2 separate regions of the Mus musculus genome follow, and region 1 is linked to region 2. A link is a contact called in public Hi-C data. All regions are on one chromosome and are shown on one strand. The core of a region is the stretch at or near the end of the contact, and the rest is flanking DNA. Distances in the headings are between cores, read along the strand shown.

The links. A called contact is a pair of places that touch in the nucleus more often than the background predicts.
Region 1: a contact with region 2 is called in a Hi-C map of cortical neurons, with 2.2 times the contacts expected there. The contact joins two enhancer-like sites. A contact is called at or near these places in 11 of 484 Hi-C or Micro-C datasets (the N1E-115 cell line, cerebellar granule neurons, cerebellum and 5 more) and 1 of 115 datasets of contacts at active chromatin or transcription factors (embryonic basal ganglia).

The regions. Positions count from the first base shown.
Region 1 is chr17:11,609,261-11,614,331 of GRCm38.p6, reverse strand. All of the region lies in intron 6 of Prkn (parkin RBR E3 ubiquitin protein ligase), which reads right to left. Among named protein-coding and RNA genes, the nearest start is that of Gm41525, 53 kb to the left of the region's middle. Within about 2 kb of position 2,636, at least 14 of the 459 cell types and tissues checked have an H3K27ac peak or open chromatin away from gene starts, as enhancers often do. A contact at or near this core is called in cortical neurons, where this site is marked.
Region 2 is chr17:11,084,292-11,089,319 of GRCm38.p6, reverse strand. All of the region lies in intron 2 of Prkn (parkin RBR E3 ubiquitin protein ligase), which reads right to left. Among named protein-coding and RNA genes, the nearest start is that of Gm41526, 47 kb to the left of the region's middle. Within about 2 kb of position 1,354, at least 29 of the 459 cell types and tissues checked have an H3K27ac peak or open chromatin away from gene starts, as enhancers often do. A contact at or near this core is called in cortical neurons, where this site is marked.

The DNA.
Region 1 (5,071 bases), core at 1,387-3,886, 520 kb before region 2:
GTATCTTGCACTGTGGCAGAGTAGCCATAGGGCCATTAGGGACCCATAAAGGGCTGGCCTTGTTTCAGCTTCTCCAGCCTTTCACCCACAAACACCCAGAGTTAGGGGTCACCTGGTGTCACCTTACAGGTATTGGACCCACTTGGAAGCAGATAGGGATGCTGTCTTGTCAAGCAAGCTGGCTTCAGTTTTGTCCTGCTTCACAGTGGGTACTGTGCTCCTTGCATTGAGGTGGGAGGAGCCTCCTGTGTGAGATGAGGACTGGATACCCTGATATCAAATAGGTACGCAGCCTTCAGATAATGTGGGGGTCTACTGTTACACACACTCCCGGGCTTGGGGTGAGTGATGGTTACAATTGGCAGGAAAGAGCCACTGCTCAAGCTGACTGTTGCCTTGCTGGCTTTAGTATCTGCTGTGACAGCAGGATCTATCCACCCTGCAGAGCTCTGTGAGGATGGATGGTCAGAACTGAGCCTTAGAATGTCATTCTTGTGGCTCCCCTTGACAGATGTCCTGGCCCAAACTTTCGGGGTATCAGCAATACCCTCATGGGGTAAGTCTGCCACTTGAGATTAGAATTAATGTCTCCTGGGCTTTGCGGCATTGAGAAATACCCAGCAAATCTCATGAAATATGAACTAGGAAAGGAGTTAAATATGCTCTAAGGGAAAAGCAGGAATCACCTTTCATTAATACTTTGAAAGAAATTAAAGACCCGGTCTATTAGCCTGGTGGAAGCTGTTGACGGTCGTGGGTGGATGTGAAGAAAAGTACAGATTCCCAGGGAAAGGCTGGGGGGCTGCCTAAGACAAAGGGATTCAAAGTGGGACCTGGACGCCATCCCACTCCACACCCCCTATGGAAGCATGCTCACCCGGCTTCCCTGGCTCTTGTTTACTCTGTGACACTGCGATCAGAATTTGTCACTCTGGGAGTTACATCTGATGTTACAGCCTGGAGCAGAGCTGAACCAAAATAAACAATCTGCTCTCTTCTGCTTAGACTAATAGGACAGTGATGTAAGGCCCTGCACTGAAGTGCTTCCCCTCCCAGCGCTGCGGCCCTCAGTGGAGCTACCGCGGGAGATGGGAAATGGGAAGTGGGGCTGGTTTCCAGTGCTGGGGAGGGTTGGGCAGGGCCGGTGGAAGTTTCACATTTGCCTTGGTCTGTACCCGGTGGAGTCACCAAGATGGGAGAGTGAGCTTTCAAGCTGCAGACGCCGAAGCCTTTTTCATTGAATTCTTCCTGAGCCTGGTGACCTCCGAGTCTGGATTCTGTGCACACGCAGACTAGCTGTGGGAGTTTTCATTATAACTCACAGAGAAGGTGGGCGGCTTGCAATGCCTGTAGGTTTAAGCTGCCCACAGAGGCATTTCCAGTTGTCTTAAACACTCCATACATGGCACACAGCGTGCGTGCGCACACACACACACACACACGCACGCACACACACACACACACACACACACACACACACACAGGGGTGAGGGCGGGCGCTGGGGAGGGAGAGATGCTTGCTAGCATTTGCCATTCTTGCTGGCTTTAGCCACTGAGACAACAGGCTCTAGACAGCGCTCCTACAATCGGCTTCAGGATGGATTTAGATCATCACTCTTCAAATTCTGTCGGGAGCACCAAGGGCTCTCTCCTGCCCTCCTCTTCCTGTCTCTCCACCTCTTCCTCCCATGACTCCCTCACCCCCTCTCTCTAACTCCCCACCATGTTCCAGGAATCTCATATTCACCTGTAGCACACACAGGCTCCTGATGCCAGTGATGTGAGTTCCCTAACCTGTTTTCAGCCCTGATGCAAGGGAGTTTCCATATATGATTGGGTTGAAACTGTCAGCCGAGTGGCCTGGATTGAGTCTGGCCTCGTACATGCAATCAGTGTACAGTTTTGTCATCTCATGCTCAGTGAAGTGTGAATGAGAACACAGTGAGCTTGCACGAACAAGAACGGAGGTAACATAGGTTCCCTTTGATAAACAGGTACTTTCAACCTTCAGCGTTTTCTCTGAGTTGTGAAGGATATGTGGTTTCAAGTCTCTGAGTGAGGGCTTTCTTCCCTCTGAAATAAACATTATGATCAGCTAAGATACCTGGGAGGAAAAAAATGTGGGAAGGAAGACTTCCCATCCACTTGTAAGCTCCTCTGGCCACTCCCTCCCCCGTCACATCCCTATGTCTGGGAGAGCTGTTCGGTTCCTAGCTTCTCAGGCTTTTCTGCTCCCAAGCTTCCATAGAGAGTGAAGCTATGTGAACCCCAGAGTTACTGATGCCACATCTGTGAATCGGGTGAGCCCATTCAACTGTGGATCTGGCTCGCCTTCCTCCAATGCAGTTCTCGCCCGCACCCCTGTGACAGTCAATGGCTCACACTATTAACTCATTCCTGCTCCCCCTCAGCCGTGCTTCTAGACAAATCGGGGCATGGGGGTAGGGGGTGGGTGTGGCACAGGGCAGCCAATTTGTTGGTGACATCCTAAGGGGAAAAAAAATGTGCTGTGGCCAGTCTTTTGTTCCAAGTGATGTCTCCTTCAAACATCCTCCAGCTTTCTGGATAGGCTGATGGAAAATTCCCTGGTCTGCAAGTCTGTGAGCTTTTCCATTCTTCAACTCAGAAAATGAATAAACAGGAAGAGAAGACAGAAAGAAAATACACCGTTCTGCCCCTAGGTGGGGCCACTGCCCACATGTGCCGCGTGTCGGTGCATTAAAATTCGCTTTTCTTGCAGTGAGGCCAAGTTCAGGTAGCAACGGAGAACTGATAATGTAAAATGAACTTTGAGCTGCTGTAAGAAAGTCTTCAGTCCCACGGACCTCACTCATAGGTCCTAGGACTCCTTGAATTCCCCTATTTGTCTTTTAAAACGTATGTCCTTATTCAAGCATAAACGGCTGGAAACACCCCAGCATCTGTTCTCGAAGGATGGGCTGTGGGCAATAAGAACCTAACAGCAGGGAGATAGTTTACAAAATATTTGGTCAAACAAAGGCGAATGTCAATCTGTCTGTCTGGGGGATAGGTGTGAGGATCCCAGAGCCACTAGCTGCAGCAATTTTGATTAAAGGAAGTATAGGAATAACTGCTCATACAGCTTTCAGCCTGTGAGTTCGACCTATAGTCTGTGGGGGCACATGAACCCCAGGATACCTATGAATGTAGCCTGGTACAGAATTACAAACTTCCTTAACACATTAGAGGGAGAGACTCTATTTTCTTACTGTCTTCGTGAATTGATTGTGTGGTTACAAGATGGAGGGTACATTTGATTGGGGTTGGGAGAAAGGAAGGCATGGCGGACAGGGTAGCTTGATGTTGGTGGCTGAGATGCCTCATCTCTGGAATGGGAAACAGAGAAAGTAGGATGTGCTACAGGCTTCTTCCTCTTTCCTTTCACTCTTTTTATTCACTCATGGGCTTTGCCCATAGAAAGGCTTTTCACTTCACTTTGCTATCACAGACACACCCAAGGTATGCTTCATTGATTCCCTGAGTGGTGTTTCTTAGTCCAACCGAGTGAACAAAGTCAACCTAACATACCAGGATATTAAGAAATTTGTTCAGGGCTGGAGAGATGGCTCAGGGATTAAGAGAACTTTCTGTTCTTGCAGAGGACCTGATTTCTGCTCCCAGCCTCACAGTTACCTAGAGCTGCAGCTCCTGGGGCATGTCACACCTCTGGCTTCCGTGGGTACCTGCACTGGTAGTCAGGTACAACCCTTTATGGAGACAAAAGGATAAACAGCAGTGTGGAGGGGTGAGAAATGGCAGGAAGCACAGGGAGGAATCTGTTCAATATACAATATATACTTTAAAGTCTGAAACCTTTAGACATGAAAGAAAGAAATTTCTCTGAAATGATCCCATAAACTCTTAACACATGATCAAATTCTAAAACCTCAGCTTTAGCCCTAAAAAAAAAAAAAAAAAAAAAAAAAGCCACAAAGGTGCCTGCTCACGGGAGGCCTTGGGACTGGATCTGTGCCCCTCATGGTCCAGAAAGACTTGGGTGACCACCCCAGAACACCTACATTTGACCTTGTCCTTCCAGCCCCTGGCACTATAGAATCCATTCTCATTATTCCTCCCTAGCAAGGCTGTCCTGGGCTGTCCTTATGTGAAATGTTCTCTAGACCCAGTCTAGATGGCAGCCCACAACTCAGAAATATCTCTAGTCATCTTTCTTCTTCACCCTGGTGCCATCAGAGCCCTGCAGAGCGGGGACCAGTGGCCTTGCTAATCTGCTGCAGGACAGTGACATGGCTGTTACACTGCTGTAGAACTGCAGTCCTAGAGCGAATGGCACAGTGGGTACTCTCTTCACGGACATGGTAAGAGTGAGCTGTGACAATGGAGGAGTGCAGGGGCGGCAACCAGAGTGACCAGGCAGCATGCCCTAAGTGCAACATCTCCAGAGCTTGAAGTGATACACTGGAGCTGTACCGGGCCTGGGGTGGGACAGTGCTGCAAGTCAGCGGAGAAACAGAGAGAACAAAGCCACAAGAGAAAGAGATGGGAGAAGGAGCCCCGTTATCAGGAAACCATTGTCGACACGAGCTATGGTGCCTCTCAGAGGGGATCTGGGGAACCTGGCTCCGAGGGCAGCAAGGGTTCAATGGGAAGAGATGGAATGAAAGGGAGACTTTGAGGGAGGCTGGGGGCTGGACCACCAGAGCAAGGAATGGCAAGAAAGAGTAAGGACAGTCAGTGCACATGAGGCGTTGAACATGTGGCCAGCCTGTGGAGGATGCTGGAATAGGCAGGGGAGGGACTCTGTGGAAGGTTCACTGCAGTCAGAAAGTGAATCATGGGAAAGCACTCTTCCACGGTGACAGATTGTAGAAAATATTTCATCTCAATTGGGGCTTCTAAAACTCCATCTGACCATTTAGTTCCTGGATAAAAGGCACACATGACCTTTATGTTTACAATGAGCTTTAATTAGCACAAGAGCTGGACAGATATCTAACCTCTATGCTAGCATGTCTATTTCTCAGCCAATAAGTCCATTATAAAATTTGCCATGTTTTGTCTGGGCTGCTCTTAACTTCAATTAGCCAGC
Region 2 (5,028 bases), core at 105-2,604:
GGTTAGTTTCCTAAATATTTGTCTCTATGAATAGATGATGGAGAGTAGCCATTTAATGTATCCTCTGAGTTCACACTTGTTACTTAGTGCCTCCAGCTGCAGAGGCTGCAAGTGGGCGGAGAACCTTGAGTTTAGGCAGTGCTACTGTGCTGCTTTTGAGCCAGTTAAAGTAACACACTCCAAAGTGGGTGTTGGAACCTGTTCAAATGTATTTACCTGTCATGCTACAGATTCACACAACTGTCCTCAGTTGGCTAATTTGAGGTATGTGCAGGCAGCAGTTGAATCTACTGCTGGCAAAGTTTCCATTATTCAGGTACATCTTAAGGGTCAAAAACACAAATAAGAGTAAACTTCTGTTATTTAAAAACTGGTGCTGTCTACTGGCATTTTAAGTAACTATTTTATCTGTCTCTTAGAATTATGTATCATTGTAACATTTATATTCTTGACTAGAATAATTTGATTTTTGGATGATCTGTAGAAATAAAAAATTATAAAAAGTTATAATTGTGTAAAACACTACCACTAAGAGACAACCTAGTGCTTTTAAAGACAGCTTAATTCACAGGCACACACTAATGTAGCACTAAAGCCCCATGTGTGGGAAGCCAAGTACCACAGCGAACATGATGATCCAGTCCCAATGGCTGAACAGCCAGCTTCCCATGGTCAAAAGAGCTGGGATGAGAACTACAGAGGTTCATGCCAGACCATACTAATGATCTCAGCAGTTTTATGATATAAGCATCCGTCAAGAGTGGCTGTTATGCACTCAGTAATTTGAAATTTAATTAAGAGGTGTAAAGACCTAATCTCAAATTTAACTAGCAAAACATACTTTCAGAATGTAGTGTTCTATGTGTTCTGCCTAGTGAGTCCTTCTGATACTTATCAGTACTGCTAATGGGAGTCTATTTGAAATAAAATAAAACACTAAGCCCTCTCATGTGGTGGTACTTTTTATCCTTAAAAACAAACAAGAAAACAACAACAACAAAAACAGTAACAAGTTTATATGAGACATGCCAGCACCTTCTTCCCCCTCCCAAATTATGTCATTTTCGAAGATGTTTTTACCTTCAACATCAGACTTTAAAAGCCCCATCTGGGCTTGTGAATGTATGTGCCAGTGTCTCTTCACAGGCATCTACATGGTTCCATTACCGGAGGGCTGGTGTGGAGAGCTGCTGTCTGTACCCTCGACCCTGTTCCCTGAGTGTTGTAGACTATGTTGCTAAGTGCTTTATGTTCTGTCTCGCAGGCCCAACCGCCCCTCTCCAGAGAAAGCGCTGCCTCACAGGAGAACAGCTGGGGCTGAGAGGAGCCGGTTGCTACTCAGAGGAGCTAGGGAGGTGAATTACTCTGATGGAGCCTCTGCTTTGTGCAGAGAAGAAAATTATGTGCCTGGCGAACACAGGAAGTGACAGCCCGAGATTTGCTTTTTTTCTCTTTTTCATAGGTTTTTGCATTCAAAACAGCAGAGTAAATATATATTCTGCTTGGAGGCATTTTGATAAATTCAATTAAATATGCTGCTGGGCTGTGAGAGTCTGTCTCTCTCTCTCTCTCTCTCTCTCTCTCTCTCTCTCTGTGTGTGTGTGTGTGTGTGTGTGTGTGTATGTGTGTGTATGAGAGAGAGAGATCAACCAGTATTTTTTTTTCAAAATTCTTCTTTTTCAAGATTTTTCCTATAAGTAGGTTAAAAGCTTTAATGAACTATATTCTCAGTTTTACCTAATTTTCTCTCTGGTCTGATTCTTAATAAGTCATTTTGAACAAATTGAGGTCAGTATTTTACACTTATACAAAGCATGTCATTTTTCTAAATGGAAATTTGAGTAAAGGTAGACTGCTTTTTGTTTCTGTACATTCAAGGTTGAGGAGTTTTAAAATCCACTTAATAAGCGAATGACAGAATATTTTTATAAATGAGAAGGTACAGTCTTCGTGAGCCATGTAGTCCAGTTCCGGGTGTGATGCAAAGTGGTCCTAAGTTAAACAGCTGTTTTGAATATGTAGCACTCCTGCTCCATGATCTCAGCAGCTGGAAGAAATTACTGTCCAGAGAGACATGTGCGTAATTTGAATTAAACAGATGCAGGCTGTGAAGGAAATCAAACAGCTCAGGGTAATAGACGCAAACAATATTACCAAAACTCCAAGGAATTTTTATTTGTTTATTCCTAATGATAGCAAATGGTGTCATCCTTGTGGCATGGCATATCTATACCCATGAAAGGTTTTGGCGCTTTACAAAAATCTAAAGTAGGGATGTCAATTCCTGAGGAAAAGTTACACACATATGCATTCATAGTTCTCCATTTGCCAGCACTTTTGATACAATGTATTGATTGGCATAGGAGAGTTTCCTTTACCCCCTCAGTGTCACATGCTTTCTCTTGTGCTCTATCCTGTGCAAAGGATATCAGAGCAATTGAGCTGTACTTGATGTGGGTGGCAAGGACCAAGGAAGATGGTTAAGGTAATATTTGTTTGAGAGTAACTTAAATGTCATTTCCAATTCAATATACGTTTGACCCACTTTAATGAGCAAAAGCCTGCACTTAAAACTGCACACTGTTCATACATGGGTCCAGATGGTGCCCTTTGGAATAAAAGCACTCTCAAACAGAGCTTCCCAGGGAGCCTCCACATGCCCTAATGTAACAACATTTCTCCCAGATTATGCCATTTAATGTCTGCAGCTTTTTGTGTCTTGTGCAATTTATGAAAGTGTGTACAATTCAGACACAAGATTGGTGCTCATGTATCAGGTGTTCTGAGGCCTAACTTGTGAATGGGACAGCCAGATTTTTGATACATTGTCACTCTCCTGGACTTAATCAGTATTTTTGATATTAAACAAAAATTGTAAATGTTGACAAACATTTGGGAATCAACATAGCAGTTCTTCCAACAGCTAAACATAGTGCCAGATGGCACCATAGGACCCAGCAATCCTGTGCCTATACGTGCCCCCCCCACAATGAACATGTGCACACCACCTATTCATAGCAGTATTGTTCATGCTGAGACATACAAATGTCTATCAATTCATGAATGGGTAAGTAAAATGTTATAGAAATATATGTGATATTATTTAGCAATTGAGTTAAATATTATAGACATGTATATGATGAGATATAACTTGGCAATTAAAATGAAACTGACTCATGCTGCTATTACAACATAAATAAGCAAGGAAGACATGTTAAGTCAAAGCAGGCAATCAGAAGCAATACAGAATTAATTATTGCATTCATACCAAATATCCAGACAGAAAAGGCAAACAAATGTACAGGCATGGAAATGAGATTATAGGTTGCGAGGGGCTAGGAGGAGGAGGAGGAGGAGGAAAAGATTGCTTTTGAGTTTGGGGTTTCCTTTTGGAATGGACAGAAATGCTCTAGAATAGATCCTGACGATAAACTTACAACTGTGCAGACACTAAGAGCACTAAGTGGGTCAATTGTGTGCCGTGTGAATTATGTATCAATAGAGCTGATAAGAATTATCAACACACATCACAAATGTTTCATTTTTGCTCTTTTATATGAGTCCAAGTCTACACTTGTCTTCTGTTTGAGTGGGTACTTTTTTATTTTAATTATTTATTTAAAAGCTCAAGCTCTTCGGAAGTGTTCAAAAAAGTGGTTTGCAGTCACCCCCCCCCCCAGATACCCAGCATTTCCAGGTGTGGTATGACTTCCATTTCAGACTCAGGACCGAACCCTAACTAACCCTTCCAGGCCACCAGAGAGATGCCTTGCTCCCAGGCTCCTGTGCCCTGCGTCTTCTTTCTTGAGTCTGTCCAGCTCCCTCCTGGCTCTCATTGCTTCAGTTTTCTTTCTGTTTTGCTATCTTCACAGCTCTTCCCAGGGGGCTCATACACTGACTAAGTGGCTGTCATAGCCTGTAACCCACTCCTTGTCATAAGGAGTTAGGACTTCTTCGATAGCACTTTTCGTAGCTCACAGGTATCATTTTGGGTCTATACTTCTTTCACAGCAAAGATTATATATTATTGTACCCCTGCATAGCCTACAATACCTATGACCTGGGCAGCTTTGAGCCTCAAGTACATAATCAGTGGTTCTCAACCTGTGGGTCACTACTCCCACAAAGGTCACACATCAGACATCCTGCATAGCAGATATTCTCATTACAGTTCACAACAGTACCAAAATTGTGGTTGTGTGGGAGCAGCAAAATAATTTTAGGGTTGGGGTCACCACAACATGAGAGACTGTTTCAAAGGGTCACAGTGTTAGGAAGGTTGACCACTATTGGTCTAAAGCAAAACTGCAAAGGTCAGTAAATTTGTTGAATAATGAACAAGAAAGAGTGTACAACAGAGAACATACACATGATGTGCAGACAATTCTTTAACCTAGTAGGAATCCGTTTTCTTGAGCCCCTCCATTTGGGGGAGGGGCTGAGAGGAGACCCAAGAGAGTAGGCAAGCACTCTATCCCTGGGCCACCAGGTCCCTTTTGCTTTTGTTCTGAGATGGATCTTGCTAATTGCTCAGAGAAACCTGGAACTTACAAATCCTCTTTTCCAAGCCTCACGAGTACCTGGGATTTGGAGCTGGTCACACCAGGCCTAATAAGTATGGCAGTACACAGCTATGATCTCAGTACTTAGGAGGATCAAGAGTTTGGAGTCAGACTGGACTATAGAGGGAAGCTGTGTCTCAAAACAATTGGGACAAAACAAAGCAAATCTAGACAAAACAAAACCACTTCTGAAAAAAAATAGCCAAGAATTTATTTTGAAGGAAAAAACACGTTGCAACAAATTTGATTTTGACTTTAGAAGTATTATGGCGGACAAGCTGGAGTGGTTAGCTAAATAAATAGTTTAAAGTCCATGGCATAAAGTAATGTACAGTTATAAATACAAGTACAGGGCAGACTACTCGGTGATGTTCTAATATACTAAAGACTATACAATGTGACTATAAGTATGTTATTAAAATTATAGTTTCATTTGTAGAAAAAATCCAATTCCTATGGAAGTATG